Linked DNA regions of Anas platyrhynchos: region 2 is linked to region 1. Evidence: chromatin contacts called from public Hi-C data. All regions are on one chromosome and are shown on one strand. Each heading gives the region's core, a stretch centred on a gene start, on an enhancer-like site or on the middle of the called end of the contact. The rest is flanking DNA. Distances are from core to core; before and after follow the strand shown. Region 1 overlaps GRK5 (G protein-coupled receptor kinase 5). Region 2 overlaps GRK5 (G protein-coupled receptor kinase 5).

Region 1 (4,530 bases), core at 920-3,419:
AAAACACTTCAGGAAAGCAAGCCTTCACTGGAGAGCCAGATGCAGCCCAAGAGTGCTCGGAAGAGTCATGAACAGTATTTGTCATAAAACATTTACAAGAGGTCCTAAAGCTTCATGGTCTTTTGTAGTGTTCTGCAAAACATCACTTTTCTTTAATTGTGAACATATCAAGTGGCGTGAGATAAAAGGTCATACTCCTCGAAGAGATGTCCGTGTGGCAACAAGGAGGATTTTTGTGCAGGAACCAAACGGTTACATGAGGCACAAAGCACAGAGGAAGGTTATGGGCACGCCAGGCTGCAGAAGAAGGCACGTGAGAGAGGCGGAGGCATCGGGAGAAGAGGTGCTGGACCCTGAGCTGGAGAAACCAGAGCTGGAGTTCACCACGGTAAGGCCACCTGAGAGTCCTGAGAGGCTGCAGTGAAGGAAGAGGACAGCTGGGAAGAAACCAGTGACTCCCCCAGCAATCTGAAGTGGTTTCAGCCACGAGTAGAAGAGAAGCACTTCTCAGCAGCAATCTGGTGCGTGTGTAGCGTGCACGGGCTGTGTGGAGGCAGCACGGCACGGTGGTTACCCAGAATTTAGCCATTTTCATTCCCTGCTCTACCTTCACTTCCTCTTACTGCTTCTAGAGGAATCTGCAGCCTCTTTGCTGATACGCAGAGGCAAAACTGGAAGAAAATAACCACATGCAAAAATATCCACGTTGTCAAGTGGAGGCTTCCTCTCTCTGTGTGCCTGTGACTAAGTAATTCCCCTCCCATTGTGTCCCTGGGACACTGATTGTCCCCCAGAACAAGTGGCCGGTCGGTCAGACGCCTCTGATGCTGCTCCAGCCCTGCCACCAGCTTGCCAAGCACGCACATTGCGACCTCCAAACCAGCCCACGTCCCCATCTTATCCCTGATCCGATATCTCCCTGTTGCTTTTTTTTTTATTATTATTATTATTTTTTCCTTACGTGACAACGTGCCGTGCCCAGGGTCCAAAGTTTCACTGGGGACACAAACCCACCTAGGACAGAAAACAAAGCTGGAGGGCCCATGGCTTGGCCCGACGCCGGGCAAGATAAGCAGCAGGGAGGTGCATGGCTGTCAGCATCGAGGTCTGCTGTGGCCAGCACCTCTTCCCTGCTGTGCCACGCGGAGCAGGCAGGAGCTGGTGTCACCTACACGCAGGCAGCACGGACTGTGGTAAGAGGCTGAAATTGTCGAGGTGAGAAGCAAGATGCAGACAAAAAGGTTTGGGGGACACCGGTTCAGTTAAACGAGCGTTTCCAGCAGGTAGGAGGAAGGGATAGAAAAGTGACCTTTTCCCATTAAGAATTACATATTTGTTTTGTTTCCCTACAAGTTATTTTTTCTGGCATTGTGACACATAAAACATTTTGAACTTTCTAAGGAAACTGTTATTAAAGCACTGAACATTACAGTGAGGGTGCGTTTGAAAAACAGAACAATTAGGCATTTCAAAGTTTATCTAACTTAGTCACCAGTACCCTTCAGCTCTGGCACAATTCAACACAAGTTTGGGGGCCAGTTTAATGATCCTTGCCTATGATGCCCTGCATATAGGAAGGAGACCTCTTGAAAATCTCTCATTGTCTATAAATCACCCCCCACCTCCCTCTGGCAGCCTGCTGGCACACACCCTGGCGAAAGAAGGCTTTCCTTCCAAGAGGAGGGCATTTTGTTCAGAGATCAAGAGCTCAAACCCACAGGACCTCTGTGGGGCTAGGGGTCCAGCAGCCCCAGGTCCTCACACGGAGCCACAACGCTGGCAAAGCAACCACAGAAACCGAGCCCGCGGGGCAGGACGTGAGGCTGTGTTCTTTGCTTTCATTATAATTCACCGCCCCAGCTCAACTTCCACCAAGTTCCCCAGAAAAAAAAATGTGCAGAGCTACTGCCAATATTAAAGGCTCTCCAAAAATTCAGCCAGACAGAAGAGGAAATTCCTTGCCACATGGAAAGTCTGGAGGAGGGGTTCCTGCTAGATAATGGGAAAGATGCTTAATGTGGCCGGGCTTGGGTCAGCCTTTCCCTTAGCCACTTGCACAGGCTTTTCTAAGGTTTTCAAGGGGAAAGAATAGGCCAGGTCTGTCTGCTTCTCTCCCTTTTATTTTTAGCTGTTGTGTGCCACACCTCTGCTATGCAAAGTGCTGTTATCTCATCCGCAGATAGGGACATCAGGCACCCGCGGCCCTCAATGGAAATCCTGCTGAAGTCAATAGGAGCTCTCCTATTGGTATCAAGGGACTGGCTGGACAGAAGGGCAATTGTTAAAAAGTGCAGAAGAATTAGAAAGGAAGCATGTTTCACTCAAGTAGAAAACTATATTCTTCCAAGTCGCTCTACGAGCACGGGAATGGGGAATTCATTAGCTTGTCCCTACTGTGAGGGTGCTGCAGGGTAGGACTTTGCTACATTTCATGCAGCTTATGTAAGCCAATCCATCCTGTCTCATCTGAAGCCAAATCACCTTTCCCCCCTTTAAAAGAAAAGGCAGAAAGCCTATTTGAATGTTGTTCAAGGCCTTGCAGAGCACAGAGCACCGCGGTGAAGATGTTATCATGCTATGCCAGGAACGCGAGGCATCCCTGACCAGAAACGCTTCAGAGCCACAGCGTGTAGAGATAAGAACCACCACCATGGCATCACACTGCTTGCTAATGTCTCTTAGCACCAAACCCAGGGGTAAATATGGGTGATGAAAGGACACGGCCTGTGGTTTTTCACCCAGAAGCAGACAAGAATGGAGCAGGCGTGGCTGTACATGACCGAGGCCTGGTGTGCAGCCCTGGCCGGCCTGCACGTGGCAGCTATTTCAGTTTGACAAGAGGTGCCCGTACCACGGAGGGACAGGCCTGTGGCAGCACGACGTTGGTGGGCACTGCCAAAAGTGCTGCCAAAATAAGGGGTCACTGCTGGAAGCACTGCACATCACAGATGCAGGCTGAAATGCACAGAGGGGGAAGAGGAGATTTGGTACACAGAGGGACTGAAGCATGCTGTTTACACAACTATGCAAAGAAAGGTTTCTTCTGGAGATTTTGGGTAGAAAAAAAATCATTTCCCTCCCTGGATACCATACTTTCCTCTTCAAAAATAACATAAATTTTATCTCAGAACTATGATTTCAGAATTTCCGCAACATCAGGTACATCCTGGATCAGATGGCTCTGACTGAGGTTTTAGATGGTTGAGGCTGGGGTTTTACAGCTGTCCCCACCTCAAAACACCAACTTTAACCCAAGCTCAGATTTTGTGGCAAACAGCAAGGCTAGAATTCTACAAACAGGGTCCCATCTCCTGACAGGTTTAAACAAACAAGTAAAACACAATAAGCAAATCCATGGAGACATCGTACCATGCAGGAGGGAACTGCAGACACCTTTAGAACCCCAAATCCAAACTTAGACCCCAAGTAACAAGGATTTCCAAAGAAACCTATTGCTTTCATTCCCATTCAACGTTAAAAGTCTTTTCCATACAGGAAAAGAATCTATTTATGTTTCATTAGTGCCAGTTTTGAATATACCAATAGGCTGTGTGTATATAGGAGAGAGGGGAGTATGCTATGCAGCTGTGAGCTTTCTTGGCTAATTACTTGTTTTCTCTTTCTGAGCAAAATAAATACTACAACAAAATTCAACAGGGCATAACAGCACGTCTATTAAGGCTGTACATTTTCCATCAGACTCCACTGGTATTTGTCTTAGCCACGCTTAGGCTAAGAAACCCCATCTATGGTATCATTCATAAATAGGAGGTGCAAAGACCTGCCCAAATACATGCTCTAAAACAAATAAAATAATACCCTGACTTGACACACAGCAACACAAGGTAGAGATGCCAGAAAGCCAGTTAAACAGACGTTAAAGTAATTAAGAAATAATTCCTTCTTCAGCATCAGCAGCATCAAAACATTTTGTTCTCAATATGGAAGCCTGTTACATCTGGTCAAATTTTTAGTTCAGAAAGATCTTTAGAAAAACCTTTAGGGAGATTTTATAGAAAATCTGAGCCCAAGGTGTGCTACCACTACAGTTTATTTCAATCTTAGTTTTGGTAGCTGAAAAATGTTCAATGTTCTAAGAATGCATCTGGAGTTCAAAATACCAAAAATGCATTAAAACTGTGATTTTAAAACAAAACCATTGCACTTAATACCCTTGAGTTTAACAATATTCTGGACACCAGCTGAATTAAAAAGCTTACAAATGAAACAAAAGGAAGTTTTTATGTATGATTTGCAAACACTAACCTTCTAAATCGCAGACTGTAGCATGGCGTACTTGCACTAAAAAATAACAGATATTTCAGGTCCCCGGCTGCCAACTGGCAAAAACTGCTGCTGTTCATATACTTTGGAAACAGGTCCCAGACTTGTCCTCAAAGCAGACGGATTTGTGCATGATTGCCTCATGGAACAATGATTTAATACAAATTCTTGAAACTCTTACAGATTTTACTTGCAAGTCACCTTTCAGAGGTTGGCTCTGAAGTCACATACGTCCTATTTTAAAGT
Region 2 (4,430 bases), core at 173-2,672, 120 kb before region 1:
ACTGCAACAGTCAAACACAAAATAATTTTCGAAAGTGTTCTTTTGAGATTGCAGTGTCAAGAGAGGTTAAGTAAAACCGTCAGCAATTAATGAAAATCAGCCTCTGTCTCATCAAGATACTGTAACCTGCAGTGCCTGAGAAGCAAGAAACAGTCTTAACAGAAACTTTCAGAATCACTCACCTCCCCAAAGCCGCCTTTCCCTAGCACCCTGTACTGCCTAAACGTGTTTTTCGTTACTGGTTGCCTGGAAGAAAAGGAAGAGAGAAAAAAAAAAAAGACACACTACATTTAATGCACTCTCTGTGATTTATTTATTTCAGGGCATACTTTTGAAAAGCAAAATAGATAAATATTATATAATCACATTATTTCAAGGTAATTATATTATATAATATAATATATAATTATGTAATTACATTACTTCAATACTATGTATGGCCTGAACTTTTCAATTCCAACATATTAAGCTGTAATAAAATACAACACATTAGTGAGTCATCAGGATAATTTCTGCTAGCATCTTAGGACCGAGGAGGGTACTGAATCTCCGTTACACAGTTTTGGCCTTTGTCAAGCAGAGACGAGGCCTGAGAGCTTGCAACAGCATTTTAATTCCACAGCTCATCTTGTGATGCAGAGGAATTTTTTAAGGGTCGTGCTGGGCTAACATCTAATTACTTTGGTCTTCAAGCTGAGAAAAAGAGATCCAAGATTCAACCACTATGAAAATACTTCTATTTTCTTGACCTTAAGCAAAACAGGAAATCAATATGAAACAAGCAAAAAACAATCTCAGGAACTGGAGAGGAGAGCTCGGATCCCATTCACAGAAGGGTAAGAGCAGGAAGCATGGCTCGGAGCCCTTCCAACCCGACCTGAATTACCTGCCTCTGGGGACAGCACCGCTGGGCAAGAAAGGAGGAAGAGCATCTCTTTCCTTTCAGGCACGTGAAACAGATTAGCTGCAACCATTCACCTGACAAGAAAGTCTTCTTCTGGTTCAGTTTCTTGAGCAAATTAAGCAGAGGGTCTTTTATTTTTTTATTTTTATTTTATATATTTTTTCCCCTCTGGTGAGTTAACCTGTGTGCATTTTCTGTAGCAATTTAAAGGCCAAATTAGGGGTTAAATAAGTCTTTCTGACAGCAGAGTGCTCCATAAGGGTACAAGATCTAATAAAATTCCCACAAAAATCTGCTCTACCAAAAGGGCTCCAGCCCTAAATCTGGCTTCTACCGCTTTTGCTATCATCACAGTTTTACAGTGTGACAGAGAAAGAACTCAGGGCTCTGAGATATCTGATTTTGTGTCCACCAGTCTATCACTAAAGTTTTAAAATTGCATTAGCAGTCGATATGAACGTTCATCAGAACCTCGTCGGAGCTTTGTTTTCCTCTGGCGGGCAGCCAGCCGGCAGAGGGAGCACAAAAACGCGGCTGTTCCAGCGGCGGCGATGATGAGGTTGATGACAATAAGGAATAAACGTTAAAGTGAATTGTTTCATTTATGCTCATCATTGTTTTTAAAAGTAGAGGGAGAAAACTCTGCAAATAGCCAAAACGGAAAGAGGAAAAATGCTGTTTTCAGGCTTCTAAGAAGATACTGCAAATTCTGTTAGGGTTAAAAGCAACAATTAGCAGAGATAACTACGTGCTCAGCAATGTCCCTGGAGTAAATCGACTGTTTGACTCTTCACTGGAGCCAGCAGGCTGCCAGAAGGAGCTGTTGATCACTCCACGCTACTAACAGCTCTTTGCTAATCCTAAAAACAGTTCTCCTTAAGCCAGATAGGCACAGCCAATAGCTTGTCACATTTGTTGGGGGAATGGAAAAAAATAAAATCCTCAAAGCATTTGAGAAAATTCCTTATCCTGAATGTGAAAATAGCTGGGAAATAGCCTGGCTAGAGATGAATCATCTGATGTTTTTCAATTGAAATGGAAGAGTAAATGCTGGATTCAGAGGAGGTGGCATGTGGAGCATGTCTTGGCATGAAGCGGCTCTCCCCTCTGCCCACCACCTCCCTTCCCCCTGTGCGGCAGCTGTGTAGCTTTCCAGGGAGAGTAACTGGCACAGCTCCTTTGATCTCCGAGCCCTTATGCTCATATCCACCACTCGAGGATCTGGTCCCAGCTCATCTGCCGTAATTAATTCCATTTGTGGCAACTGGGGCTTCTCTTGACTCAAGGTCGCTGTCACCCAGCAGTGGTCATCTGCTACGGCACTCACCAGCAAGGAGGGGGCAAAGGTCCCATTCCCTGCAAATTAATACCCACTAAGGCAGCTTGCTCATTAAATGTGCTCTTCAGTGTCTAGCCAATAAATACCATGTGGGACCTATATGCTGCATTTTTGTCTCTTTACGGTGTTTTAATAATTGTGATAACTGGTCTAGACAAAAAGTCACCATATTCGGAGCGTAGCTAAATAGAAAGACAACAAAAAAATCTGAATGTATTTTAATCGTACCTAATACCATTAAACAGCAGAACATTCAAGCTTTAGAAGCCAAAACAGGCTCCCTAGTGTTTTGGGATGGATTTCTCTTTTATTATTTACTTCCCTACCAAGCAGCATCTGTTTCCCTCTTGCTTGGGCAGTGTTTGTGAATGCAAAAGCCAGAGACTGGATGTGTATCGTACATTTCGCGCTATAGATGCAGGAGGCTAGGTCATAAACAAGTGCAATGTGTCCTCCTGCTGTGCCATGAATAGCTCATTGTGACAGGGTCTACAATGAAATTGGCCACTGAGGTTTCCCAGATCACAGAGGAGACTTGGATTCTTACTTTTTATGGGCTGTACGTCTTGTCCTATTCACCAGGCATGCACAAGCATACTGGGCAAAGAAGCTGCCCAAGCTGCTTGCTGGAGCCTGCCACCTCCAGGACAGCGGTGTCCTCGAGATAGAAGGCAGTGGCTGGAGAGCTTTTCTGGGTGAGCTTCCCTGGAATACAGCTCAGGGGACAGGGAATGAGTCTTGATGGATCTTTTGAAGGAGAACAGCATAAAGAGGGAGAGAATTGCTGCATTGAGAAGGCCATAAATGGCAAGCACTGGGAAGAGGTACTAATGATGCTGAAGAAAGGACAAAACTGATTTTGCCTTCAAGACAAAGGGACTGTACGTGCACCATCTCAGCTGTCAGATTTTGGCAGCATTCTATGAGCTTTGCATGGAAAGTGAAATAAACCTTTTGTATTCGTTTCTATTACAAATAAATAAATAAATAAAATATTGTGACTTACCTTTCCAACCACTTCCACTGCAGAAACCTGTCGAAGTACATGCTGTTTAGGTATTCTTGGAATGGTTCCCCACTGAGGTGGTCAAGGACAGATCTATCTCAGATGAAAAGGATATATAAGCATTTTATAATCCTGATCTTGGAGCAAAAGAGAAACAAAACAAGACGAGAAAATACAGACTTCTTGAACAGTAGGGTCATTTGACTCCTACTTAATTCCTATTTTATTTTACTCATGGTTTCAGGCTAGGAACAAAGTGATATGTTTAATGTGCTTCATAAGAGAAGGAGTTACAAAAGCTGAATAGAAATATGCACTGATAATGCTTGCTGAAAATTAACAAGGAGCCTCCCATTGGCTTAAATGAACTTTAACAAAGGCTGTTAAACACTCAAAAAGTATCTTTGCTTCTCTAAATAAATTAAGTCTGGCTTAACACAACACCTGCAGGAACTAAGCTCCTAAACTTTGGGGGATGTTTACATCTGGACTGAAAATTTCTGCCTGAAGCCCATATCTTTCCAAGACAGACCATCAGAGATGTTATTTTGAGCAAAAAAAAAAAATCAGTCTGAATTCCTGCTATACAGAAGGATTAATAACTGATTAAAGTCCAAGGGCTTTTCCTAACACCGATGTGCCTTGTAGAGTAAAACAGAAGAAAAAGAGTCTGAATAATGATCTGGATTTGTTCCTGGATCAAGAGAAGAATTTGGGGACTCGCACAGTAGCTGCAAAGTCCTTATGAAAGGTGTGAGAAACACTCCGTAGCCAATAACTTAGGCTCAGGCGAGGATCTCAGTGAAGTAGTAATTTATTCGCGATTGCAATGGCGGGCGCCCCACAAGCAGGAGAGAGCGCATCTACTAGTTCCAAAACACAGTTTATATACCTTTTGATGGCAGGACCCTCCCCTGTTTCCCCACTGAGTGGGTAATCCAGGTTCACAATCTATCTGATGCTTCACAAACAATGCATGGCCTTCAGTTGCCGGCCTGTTAAATTTCAAATTTCTTTTGACATTTTTACTGTTTGAAGTGGTAATGTTTCTTCACTTATCTGACTTGACTTGACACCGTGATTTTCACCTAATTGTCCTAAGGAGACTGGTTGTCTGCATTTTACTAGGTCGCCTGCTAAACTTTCTTATCACTGTAAGCATATCTCAGTACCACATTCCC

What was found. A called contact is a pair of places that touch in the nucleus more often than the background predicts.
Region 2: a Hi-C map of skeletal muscle shows a contact between it and region 1, with 1.6 times the contacts expected there. The contact joins two enhancer-like sites. A contact is called at or near these places in 2 of 8 Hi-C or Micro-C datasets (skeletal muscle and subcutaneous adipose tissue).

The regions. Positions count from the first base shown.
Region 1 is chr6:35,459,335-35,463,864 of IASCAAS_PekinDuck_T2T, reverse strand. All of the region lies in intron 1 of GRK5 (G protein-coupled receptor kinase 5), which reads right to left. Among named protein-coding and RNA genes, the nearest start is that of GRK5, 22 kb to the right of the region's middle. Within about 2 kb of position 2,169, at least 4 of the 8 cell types and tissues checked have an H3K27ac peak or open chromatin away from gene starts, as enhancers often do.
Region 2 is chr6:35,579,328-35,583,757 of IASCAAS_PekinDuck_T2T, reverse strand. It overlaps GRK5 (G protein-coupled receptor kinase 5), which reads right to left. Exons shown (of 17, transcript XM_038181479.2): 6 at 3,250-3,342; 7 at 183-246. Among named protein-coding and RNA genes, the nearest start is that of RGS10, 72 kb to the left of the region's middle. Within about 2 kb of position 1,422, at least 1 of the 8 cell types and tissues checked has an H3K27ac peak or open chromatin away from gene starts, as enhancers often do.